Regions from separate parts of the Triticum aestivum genome. Here region 1 is linked to region 2. A link is a contact called in public Hi-C data. All regions are on one chromosome and are shown on one strand. The core of a region is the stretch at or near the end of the contact, and the rest is flanking DNA. Distances in the headings are between cores, read along the strand shown.

The links. Hi-C and Micro-C count contacts between places; a contact is called where the count stands out from the background.
Region 1: a Hi-C map of an unstated tissue shows a contact between it and region 2, with 5 times the contacts expected there. The contact joins the enhancer-like site here to the promoter of LOC123132302 in region 2. A contact is called at or near these places in 3 of 5 Hi-C or Micro-C datasets (leaf and an unstated tissue) and 1 of 1 datasets of contacts at active chromatin or transcription factors (leaf).

The regions. Positions count from the first base shown.
Region 1 is chr6A:101,963,389-101,968,582 of IWGSC CS RefSeq v2.1, forward strand. It overlaps the pseudogene LOC123132308. Among protein-coding and RNA genes, the nearest start is that of LOC123132302, 45 kb to the left of the region's middle. Within about 2 kb of position 3,908, at least 1 of the 8 cell types and tissues checked has an H3K27ac peak or open chromatin away from gene starts, as enhancers often do.
Region 2 is chr6A:101,919,188-101,924,302 of IWGSC CS RefSeq v2.1, forward strand. It overlaps LOC123132302 (tyrosine-sulfated glycopeptide receptor 1), which reads right to left and starts at 1,787. Exons shown (of 1, transcript XM_044552094.1): 1 at 1-1,787. The coding sequence starts at 1,701. It overlaps LOC123132307 (a long non-coding RNA gene), which reads left to right. Exons shown (of 2, transcript XR_006464624.1): 2 at 2,958-3,264.

The sequences.
Region 1 (5,194 bases), core at 2,658-5,157, 46 kb after region 2:
TGCCATTGCGCTGCCACGGTTCGTAGAAGCATGACTCTTCCAACATTGCTCGCACCGTAGCGGCACCTCTCATGATGCCTATTTGACGGGGACTGTCATGGGAGGAGATACGGGGAGGGGGAGAGGGAGAGGGAGGGCGGGAGTGAGAAGGGGAGAGAGGGAGAAGGAGAGAGAGAGAGAGAGGCTTGTTGCAAAGGGGGTGAGGAAGTCGTCGGTCTTGCTGCGGTCAAGGAGGAAACCGTGGTGGCGGCTTGTTGTTAGGAGCGGCACGGTGAGACACCATGGAACAAGGAAAGTGGGATAAGGTTGCTTCTGGGAGAGATAGTATTTTTGAAGTACAGACGCAATCCCTCATACATACGCGCATGCACTCACCCCTATAAATGCACACACGCACACCCTACCCCTATGAGCACCTCCGAGAGACTGAGCCGGCATATCATCTTGAGATTTACGAAGTCATCATAGGCGCCTCATCGTCGACGGGAACATCTCCTCCCACTGAAATCGCATCGCCAGAAATCCTGAAATAGAGGAATAATGCGAGCACCGGGACTTGAACCCTGGTGGGCTGGGGATACCACTGCCCTCTAACCATCCAACCACAGGTTGGTTCGCTTCTGGGAGAGATAGTTGACAACGAGGAAATAGACTTTGGGAAAGATGGCGCGATATTCCTGGAGGAGCTAAAGAGATAAGATTGAGAAATGTGTGTGGGGCCACCGGAGCACACTGCGGATAGCGACGGCAGCCGAAAGCGCACATGTTATCAACTGTCGGAACGTTAGTGTTTCCCAATTAATTTTTTTTGAGGGGGATGTCTCCCAATTAGGGCTTGTTCGGTTGGAGGGAATTTGAAGGGAAATGGAGTGGGTTGGGAAGGACTAAATCCCCTTATAAGTCAAACTCCCCCTCAATCCCCTTCAAACCTCTCCGGGAGAGGTTTAGCCGAACAAGGCCTTAGGTATTTTAATAATTTCTTAAATTACTTCTTACGTCCCAAAACAAGTGTATTGTAAATTTGAACTAAAGCCACGACACTTATTTTGCTTGTCCTTTATTTGTTGCCCAACTAGTTTGTTTAGTCTAAACACACACTTTATTTAATTATCATAGTCTAAATAGTAAATACATTGGGATACAATTAAGGTCCGAAGGAACGAGGAGCCATAAATGTCGTCTTAAAAAAAGTCCTAAAGTGTGCTTAGCGAGGCTATGTGCCTCAATATTAGTCTCACGTCCTTTGAAAATGGAGGTACAAGACGTGGACTGGGCTGAAGTAGATTTGATCTCCTTGACGATGCCGCCATACACGCCTCGTATTTGTAGCAACCTCTTGGCAGTCTGATGCTATTAACACATGTGAGAGAGAGAGAGAGAGAGAGAGAGAGAGGAAGAGATCTTGTGCCAATGAAATGGCTTCTCAGTAGGCTAGCGCCTCTAAAGCTGCTGGGTTAGTTATGCCAACGCATTTGATAGCCGATGCGCCCATGAACTTCCATGTTTCATCCCTCCACACAACACCGAAAGATCCTGCATTTGGATTCCTGAAAGTAGCTCCGTCTACTTTGATCTTAGCAAAACCTGCCGCCGGTGGTGTGCTGCGCAGGTGGGGTGCCCTTGCCGCTGCTGGAACTTGTGTCCCATGTGGTTTGATCTCACCGAGCTCCCTAATATAGCTACTGATAAAATGATGGGTCGCGTGAGGGGTCTGAATTGTGCTCATGTAACGCCTTTCTTCGGGCGTACTCCTTCCGTCTGAAAATACTTGTCATCAAAATGAATAAAAAGGGATGTATCTAGATGTATTTTAATTCTAGATACATCCTTTTTTGTCCATTTTGATGACAAGTATTTTCGGACGGAGGGAGTACCAGATAGCCCACAATGTCACTACGACCTTGACGAAATCATCATGTTGTAGGCTGTCAATTAATGTAAATAACCACCCTTTGGCTTCCGGTTCCCTTATGTTATCAACAGTTTCAGCAAGGTCTGGGTTCCAACGCCCATAGGCATCTCACCATATTACAGTGAAGGAGTGAGTGCTGTCATGAATCGTCCGTTCCACAAAGGCCACATGTAGACATTGTCGCCATGTTTCTGTGAGTTAGAAGATCAGCCGTGGGCAGAGATTGCTGGGCAAGCCTCCATAAGAAAAATTTAACCTTAGAAGGGACATTGGCCTTCCACATACTTGTCCATGCCTTCAACTCACTCTCCGAATTTGAAGAATCTGCTGTTTCCTCAAGCCAAGCTTCCCGGTGAGCCTTTTTTTAGGGGTTCCCGGCGAGCCTTTGTGGATACTAACATTCTTCTAAATGGATCAATTGCGCAATTAGGTAACACATACGGCCTAGTAGCACCATCGTGTCCACCGGTGCCGTTTATTACCAGCCCGGCCCACTTCCAACAAAACCCAAAGATACTCCACACAGGCGGCGGCCGGTGCGCGCGGGGGCGAGCAGGGCAGTGCCGCCGTGGCGTTCGGTTCCGGCAGCCGGCACGCGATGGCGACGCCGCTGGCCGCCCTCGCTGGAATTGAGTGATCGCCGTGTTACCGTGAGGCTGTGATCGATGTCTGCTGTGTACGGAGTACATGTTTAGTACCACATCGCCAACTTTGTCCAACGCCCCACAGCATAAAGCGCGGCGGTCGGGAGCCAGATCCACCGTGCGGCAAGCACGGTAGAAAGCAACAGCCTATTGGGCTATCATTCTCTTGAGCTACCCCGACAAGGTAATTACTCTCTCTATGATATGATTCAAAGCACCGCCCATCACTTGATGGATTATCCAGACTAACCCATGGAAGCCCGTCGTCCCTGCAGGGGCGGCCTTTTTTTTTTTGTCTGGTTTTTTCTCCCACAACCTTGTCAACCGTCCAGTTTATCATGATGCTGGTTATTTACGCCACGCTGAGGTTGCGCAGGAATTAACATTCTGCATGTTGCATTATGCAGTAGGCAAATCCTTTTGCGAAGCTATAAACACAATACATTGTCCATTCCAAAGAGAGAGAAAAGCTGAATTGTTCATATCAAAGGCCCAGCTCAGCGCACACGCCCAGGTCCCCAAATAAGAACGTGTCAACCTCCGCCAAACCGCTCATACCCTCTTCATCGCCGCACCCGAAATATGTCTGCACATCGTCCGGGAAGCTACACCGCATTGACGAATTTCTAGGCTTCGTCTCCCGCCGCTGTGTCGTCGGTGGTGGCGGTAAGGGGGGACACGACGACGAAGACAGCGAGTTGGTGCTGATCTGGGAGGCTGCCACCCGCTCCATCATCTCCTTCAACCTGGGCGCTTTCAGCAGCGGGCCGAGCGCCGACGCCGCATGAGACGTTGGACTCGCCTGGGGCGGTTGCAACCGATCATTGACACAACGAGGGGTGTTGAGACCGCCCGCGTCGTCAGCGTGGCAACAGTGATGCCACTTGATGTAGCGACTGACGTCGAAGTTGGTGACAGCATTGAGGCCGCAGTGCTCGATGGCGGCGATGTCGTACGCCATGGCTGCCTCCTCCTGCGTCACTGCCACACACAAAAAATGCATATCTCAGTGGTATTGCATGGTAACAAAAAAAAAATCGTTTCACGCAAAGAAATCCCTATGAAATCGTCGGTAACTGCCAAACGCCACGATAGATCGAGTGCCCGGTCAAATGACAAGTACCAAGGTTCCCAGCAGGGAGGCATGGAGAGGGATTGGTTGGAACGTTTTGGGCAGTGGATCAGACGTGCGCGTGCGTGACTGCGTGTGGCGTGGCAAGCGCATCCTGTTGGAATGGCGCCAAATCTCTCGTGTCACTTGTTTTTGCTTGTCGCCTCCGAGGCTTAGCTGTGCTGATGGAGCTCGTGGTTGAGGAGCCCCGAGCTCCTCTGCTCCATGGCTCCACCCACAAGGAGGGACCGTGGGGTGGGAAGCTTTTTTCATTTCGAGAAAAGTCATGGCGGTTTATGGATGTCCTGTAGTTAGATCAAGGTTTAAGATTATTATTAGTTGTAGTATGATGCAAGTGCTGACGTGTCACTTGGTGCTGCTATTTTTTTTGTGGTTAACACAGGAAGGCGCTTACGGCTCTTGCCAAATCCATCTGCTTTGGCATTCAGGACATACCTGGCATCTGTTTCTTTTCTTATGATACATCTTATCCTCAAAAGATTTTGGATTTGGCCTTATGGCATCTACAACCGGACTTAGCAACTCTGGTCCCTCAAACGCCCCGGGCCCTGTCGTGTCCACGGACATTGACAGGTCACGCCTCAAATTTTTCTTCTCACAACCGGACACCTCAATTAATATACCTCAAATTCATACAAACTCATGCAACTACGTAAACGATGCATTACACACATTGTCCAACTACTATATCAGGATATGTGATCGGACTACCAAAAATTGGCATGTTTAACCTACACGGACAAGGTCATGCACGGCTGCCCTTGCCCTTCCCGGCGCCCTTGCCGTCCTTCTCACAGAAGTAGCGGTCGAAGACCTAGTACGGATTGAGCCAGATCTGCTCATTGCCGGAGCTATCCGACCCGTCGTTGTCCTTCTTCTCCTCCTTCGGGGGGGAGGGGGGGAGGGGGAGGGGGGCAGTCTGGCCATGGCACGGACCGCCCGATTCTACTCTCGGGCGAGGGCACGTGTGTTCCTCCGCCGCCGCTTCTTTACAATGCGGGCGCTGATGGCTTCCTCCTCCGCGGCCGCCCGTGCAACCGCATCAGCCGCCTCCACTGCCACCATGTCGCCAGCGAGACGGGCCTCGGCCGCCCTCATTCCTCTTCTTCCCACGACGGGCACACCGTCCCGGGACTCATACTCCGGTTGGTCGGTGATGGGGAAAGGGAGATTGGAAGGCTCCCAAGAGGACCGCGATGATCTAGCGCCAGAGGATCCGAGCGCCCGATGCGTCGACGCAATGAACTCGCGACGGATACATCCTGCCGTGGGTCGGGCAATGTCCTCCCAAGAGTAGCGAAGTGCAATGCAGACGACCAGTGCCTTCTCCAAACCGCACAAGACGACACCCCCAATCGACGGATCTGTACTGCTCGTCGTCGGATCCGCTGCCCGCCAGGGCAGAGAAGGCCGGAGTTCGCCAGACGGAAGCTCGGGTGGCGGAGGGGAGTGGAGTGAAGTGACTAGGGTTTGGCCCGGGCACTGGATGGGGAGGAATATATGGGG
Region 2 (5,115 bases), core at 537-3,036:
ACTAAATTTATTGCTACTTAGATCCAGTACTTTAGGGAAAGCCATTGGTACGCGGTATTGAAGTGACAGAGCTAGATAAATTGGTAACTCAAAGAATCTGAGGTCCGAATGGGTTGCAGTATTATCTGATCTTAGCATTGGTATCTGCATTAAGGTTGTTGGGATTTCCCCCATCATGCTGTTATTTGATATGTCTAGATAGAAGAGGAATTTTAGGCTACTGACCCAGTCAGGTATCTGCCCTGTTAGCTGATTGTCTTGTAAAAATAATATCTCCAACTTTTCTAGCTTTGATAGCCAATGGGGTATTTTTCCCAACAATGAGCAACCTGCTATTGCTAGAACTTGAAGATTCTCAAAACCGGCAATTCTGTCATCATCTGGCATGGTCTCTTTCATGAAGTTGAGCCCAATAAGAAGGGTGGTGAGATTCTTGGAGCTCCTAAGTAGATGAAGTGCACTTGTGATATTTGTAAGATTGTTTTTAACAAGTGATAGGAATGAGAGGTACTTCAGGTTGCCTATTTTTTCTGACAGCTGGCCATGGAAATTATTGAAAGATAGCCCAAGTGCAGTTAGATTGCTGCAGGAGTAGATGCTTTCCGGAATTTTGCCTCTGAAGCTGTTGTTCCTAAGATCTAAAGTTTTTAGATAGGGTAGGTTGGAGAAATTAACCTTGGCGAGTTCTCCACTGAAATTGTTGTTCTTGAAGTCAATGGTTATGAGATTTGTGCAGTTGTTCAGAGTCGATGGCAGCTCCCCATACATGAGGTTGTTGTTTAAACGGAGTTCCTCTAATCTCTTTAGATGACCTATAAATTCTGGAATCTTGCCAGTGATGCTGTTCTCTCCAAGATCAAGAGTACTCAGATTACTGAGTTTCCCAATATGTGAGCCTTCAAGTGTTCCTTGTAAACCGTTCCCGGGGAAGGAGACATATTCTAACAAGGTAGCATTGAAAAGTTCATCTGGGAGAGTCCCACTGAGGCGGTTGTGGCCAACCTTGAGCACTCTGAGCATGGAGCAGCTACCAAATTCAGGGGGAATGCTCCCTCTGAATTGATTGTAGCAGAGTTCAAGCACTGCCAAAGATGGCGAGCTGGCACAAAAATGAGTTGGTAGCTGCCCAGTAAAGCTGTTGTTGCTGGCATTGAGTGCAACCAGATTCTTCATCACCTGCCATGTTGAGGACGGAAACTGTCCTGTAAACAAATTGCTTGAGATGTTCAGTACCTTCAGTGGCCGGGCATGGGTAGATGACAACTCGTGTAGGTCTCCTCTGAGACGGTTAAAGCTGACGTCTACGATGAGGATGCTTCTGGAGGATACCAGTTCCTGTGGTACACCACCAGATAGCAGATTGTTTGACAGGTTGAGGCGCAGCAATCCAGTGAGGTTCCCAAGAGAAGGTGTGATGTGCCCCTGAAGACTCCTAGAAGCCAGCAAGATATCCGTAACAATCCCATCTGTGCTGCAGGTGATCCCTTCCCACTGGCAGCAAGCCGTGCCATGCTGCCAGGACGCATCGAGGCCACCGTGTTGTGAGAGCCCGCCGAGAAACTGGAGAAGGGAGTCCTTCTCCTGCTCCGTGCAGGAACTGGTAGGAGAGGCCAAGCATATCAGCAGCACAAGAGCTAGGCCAAGGGAAGGTATGTGCAATATCTTGCTGTATGTCTTGTTAGGAAAATGGAGTGTCTGCATGGTTTTCTGGTGAAACTAGCACTGGAACCGGAGGTTATGTTGTCCCCTGACTAGATAAAGCATCAATGGTGGTCTAACCATGAAAGAGCTTGATGGGAAAGAAAGAAGCAGATCTTGCTCCCATTTGTTCTGTCCCTTGTAGTGGTAGTCAACAGGATTGGATTTTACACAACTGCCCCCAGCCCACCAGGCCGCTTCCTAGTTCACACTGATGTTTCAGTGTTTCACCATCGGTTGCATGCTGTAATCTACTGACAAGTCTATTGCCCAATCTTCCTGAACACCTTCCGTACCAAAAGGACTTCATTGTAGATTTTCTAGTCCTCCTTGACTCAATCCTCGATGAAATTTTACAGCGTGCCTTAGTTTAGTTGCCCTGACATCACCTCTCTAACTGGCTTCACTAAATAAATCTCACCTGTTTCCCACTAGCACTGAACTAAACTATTACTTCTCGGCGCATCATTTGCCTTTTGGGAACAGATAGTACGGAGGTAATTATTTCTAGAAGGTGCTTGCGCTTGAGAGCGATCATCGGCGTCTCCGTCAGTGTGCGGACAAACACAAGTGGAGGGAAAGAAGTGCAATTTTGTTGCTTAATGGGCACGGGGTGGATGATTGACCTGCTGGGTAATCTGTTCTTTGTTTCATCCTCTTGACCCAGGCATTAACTTCGTCTGATGGATACATTTGCTGTTAGTTACCATTGTCCTGGCTCCACTTTCGCACTATTGTGGACCATATGGACTGGTTTTCATCTGAATTTGGAGGCGGTTCGAAGTAAACATCGTAGCGTGTGAGCTCTGGCAGTGGCAAGCTCGTTCATCACTTGTCTCTGATGCTTTTTTTTTTTGCGGAACAAAGGGCTGATACATATATATGTATCAGGAAACAGAGTTTACAACAAGCCCTTAGTTGTGAGGGACATCTACAGGACTACTACCAATTCAACACGCTGTGTGAAGACTAGTTCTAGCATAACAAGCAAGGTTGTGACTAAACATATTCTGCTCCGTACTAATCTTCATGACAATAGTCTCTGATGCTTGTCAGCTTGTGGTTGTGGGAACGCTTGTGCTGTGTGGAAATGGTCCTTTGGAACCGAACCATGTACAGTATCAGTTATAGTTTTAGTACTTCAGTTGAATATATGTTGAATATATATATGATTGGTGTTATGTAAGAATCACATTGCTTTTGGGGTACAAGTTTAGTTTAGCTTTTGGATGACAATGATGTGCTGATGTTTGCTGCAGCGTATCGTAGATGTTGCACTCTATCATTGATCACCGTGCATGTGGTTAATGATTTTCCACTCTGATTGAGGAAAAATATACCAAATGAATGAAGGCTCGCTGCAGAGTTGGCAATGAATCCCCTTTGTTGTCATGTTTAGCATGTATCAGTGGTACTGTGTTTTCACCCCTCAAGAAAAAAAAGCGGTACTCTGTTTTCTGCTTTTGTCCATGTTATAATTATCGGATACAGTGTGGATTGAAGAACATAACACAAGAGACTGACACCATATTATTATTATTATTATTATTATTATTATTATTATTATTATTATTATTATTATTATTATTATTATTATTATCATTATTATTTATTTTGTGATGAGCCACATGTTGTATTTGGCATGTCAGCATGTGTTTCAACACGTTGATGTGCCGCGTTGATGTAGCTAGACCACGGATTTGGCTCGTCATTTCGTCAAGCATTTATTTGGTGCGGTCTTCACGGCGCGCGACAGCCGGCTCTCTCGTTACCAGGGGAGCTTATATAGAAAAACAAAAGCAACTTGTTTTTTGTGCATAGTGCCACTTGGAAGTTTCACACTTGGCCACTTGGAGTACGAAAATGGCGGCGTGACCACTGGCCCGACTACGCGACGATGGCTCTTAGACTGTTACTTAATTATTTGGCGTGCTTGTACGTTTGCCGCCAACGTGTAGTTGATCCCCATCGTCTTGTTCTTTGTCGTACGTGTTTTGGAAAGGCATCCTTTTTTTCTTTTTCTTTTCTTCTTTCACCAGTGTGCTTTTCCTGAGTCTTGACCATGGGGGATTCTTTTTATTTTTTTGGAGACAAGCCCAGGGGGAATAAATAGGTCTTGGTTCTTTTTTCTTTGGTTGAGAGAAAACATAAGCCTCTGCGGGCTCTAGCCCAGGCTAGGCCTCTAAGGCCTAATTTGTTATCCTGTACGGCCTAACGCCGCCGACTCCTCGTCCACAAGCAGCCCGGCCCACTTCCCCAACACCGTCGTGGCAACTCGCGGCAGCTCGAATCGAGCGAGGTACGACGAGCGCATGTTCGCCGTTTGGCAGCTGCACGCGACGGCGATGCCGCTCTATCTGGAACATACTACTCCGTTTCGTGATTGTGCCTCTTTACTCCGTTTCGCCGTGTTACTGCAAGGCTGTGATCGATTACGTAATACATGTTTAGTACCACATCGCCAACTTTGGGTAGCACCCAACAGCATAAAAGGTGGCGGCCGGGAGCGAGTTCCACCGTGCGGCAAGCACGGTATAAAGCAACAGCCTATGAGCTATAATCCTCTTGGTATAAACCTCGACAAGGTAATTACTATCTCTATGATTCAAAACACCGGCTCACTTGATAAACTAACCCATGGAAGCCCGTCGTCCTTGTCAACAGTTTGCGCACAAATTCGACATGCTGTATTTTTTTCTTTTGAAAAAACTACGATTTATTAATTAAACTGTTACGTATAATGTGCTGCCTAGTCTCTTCCACCAGATTGATCTTTTGATTGCATTGGCTAGAGCATGCACATCTACACAAACATCATGACAGTACAAAAGAACATCAAAATTGATGAAAAATTACATACATGTCCGTAGACTGCCTAACAACGACTAGAAGCAAAATGAGCCGACATCGTCCCTCCCTCATTGCAGTCGGCCAAATCTTGTAGTAGTAGATATCTAGGAAGTCTTCCTGCAGGCCCCAAAGGACCAGCACAACAACCATCCTCGATGAAGAGAAGTGAAGATTGGAGGGATCAAATTTGTAGACACATGAACACAGATGAATAAAGACCGGATCAAGCAGATCCATCGAAAACAAAAAACGATCAAATCCAGCGAGATCCGTCAGAGACACACCTCCATGCGCCCTCCAACGACATTGGACGGATCACCAAGATGGGGAACAGGCGAAGAGAACCTTATTTCACCTTCAGGGAGCCGCCGCTGCCTCACCTTTCTGAACAAGACACAAACCATAAACAAACTCTGAAAAACACCTAAAACAAGCAGGATCCCTCCCGCCGACAGAGACTGAGATCCACCGCGCCTCCATAGCCCTAAGGCCAGAGAAGACGAGTAGATAGGTGGCAGCAGCGACATGAGGCGAGGAACCCCTAGTCGGCTTTGACATGTTGCATTA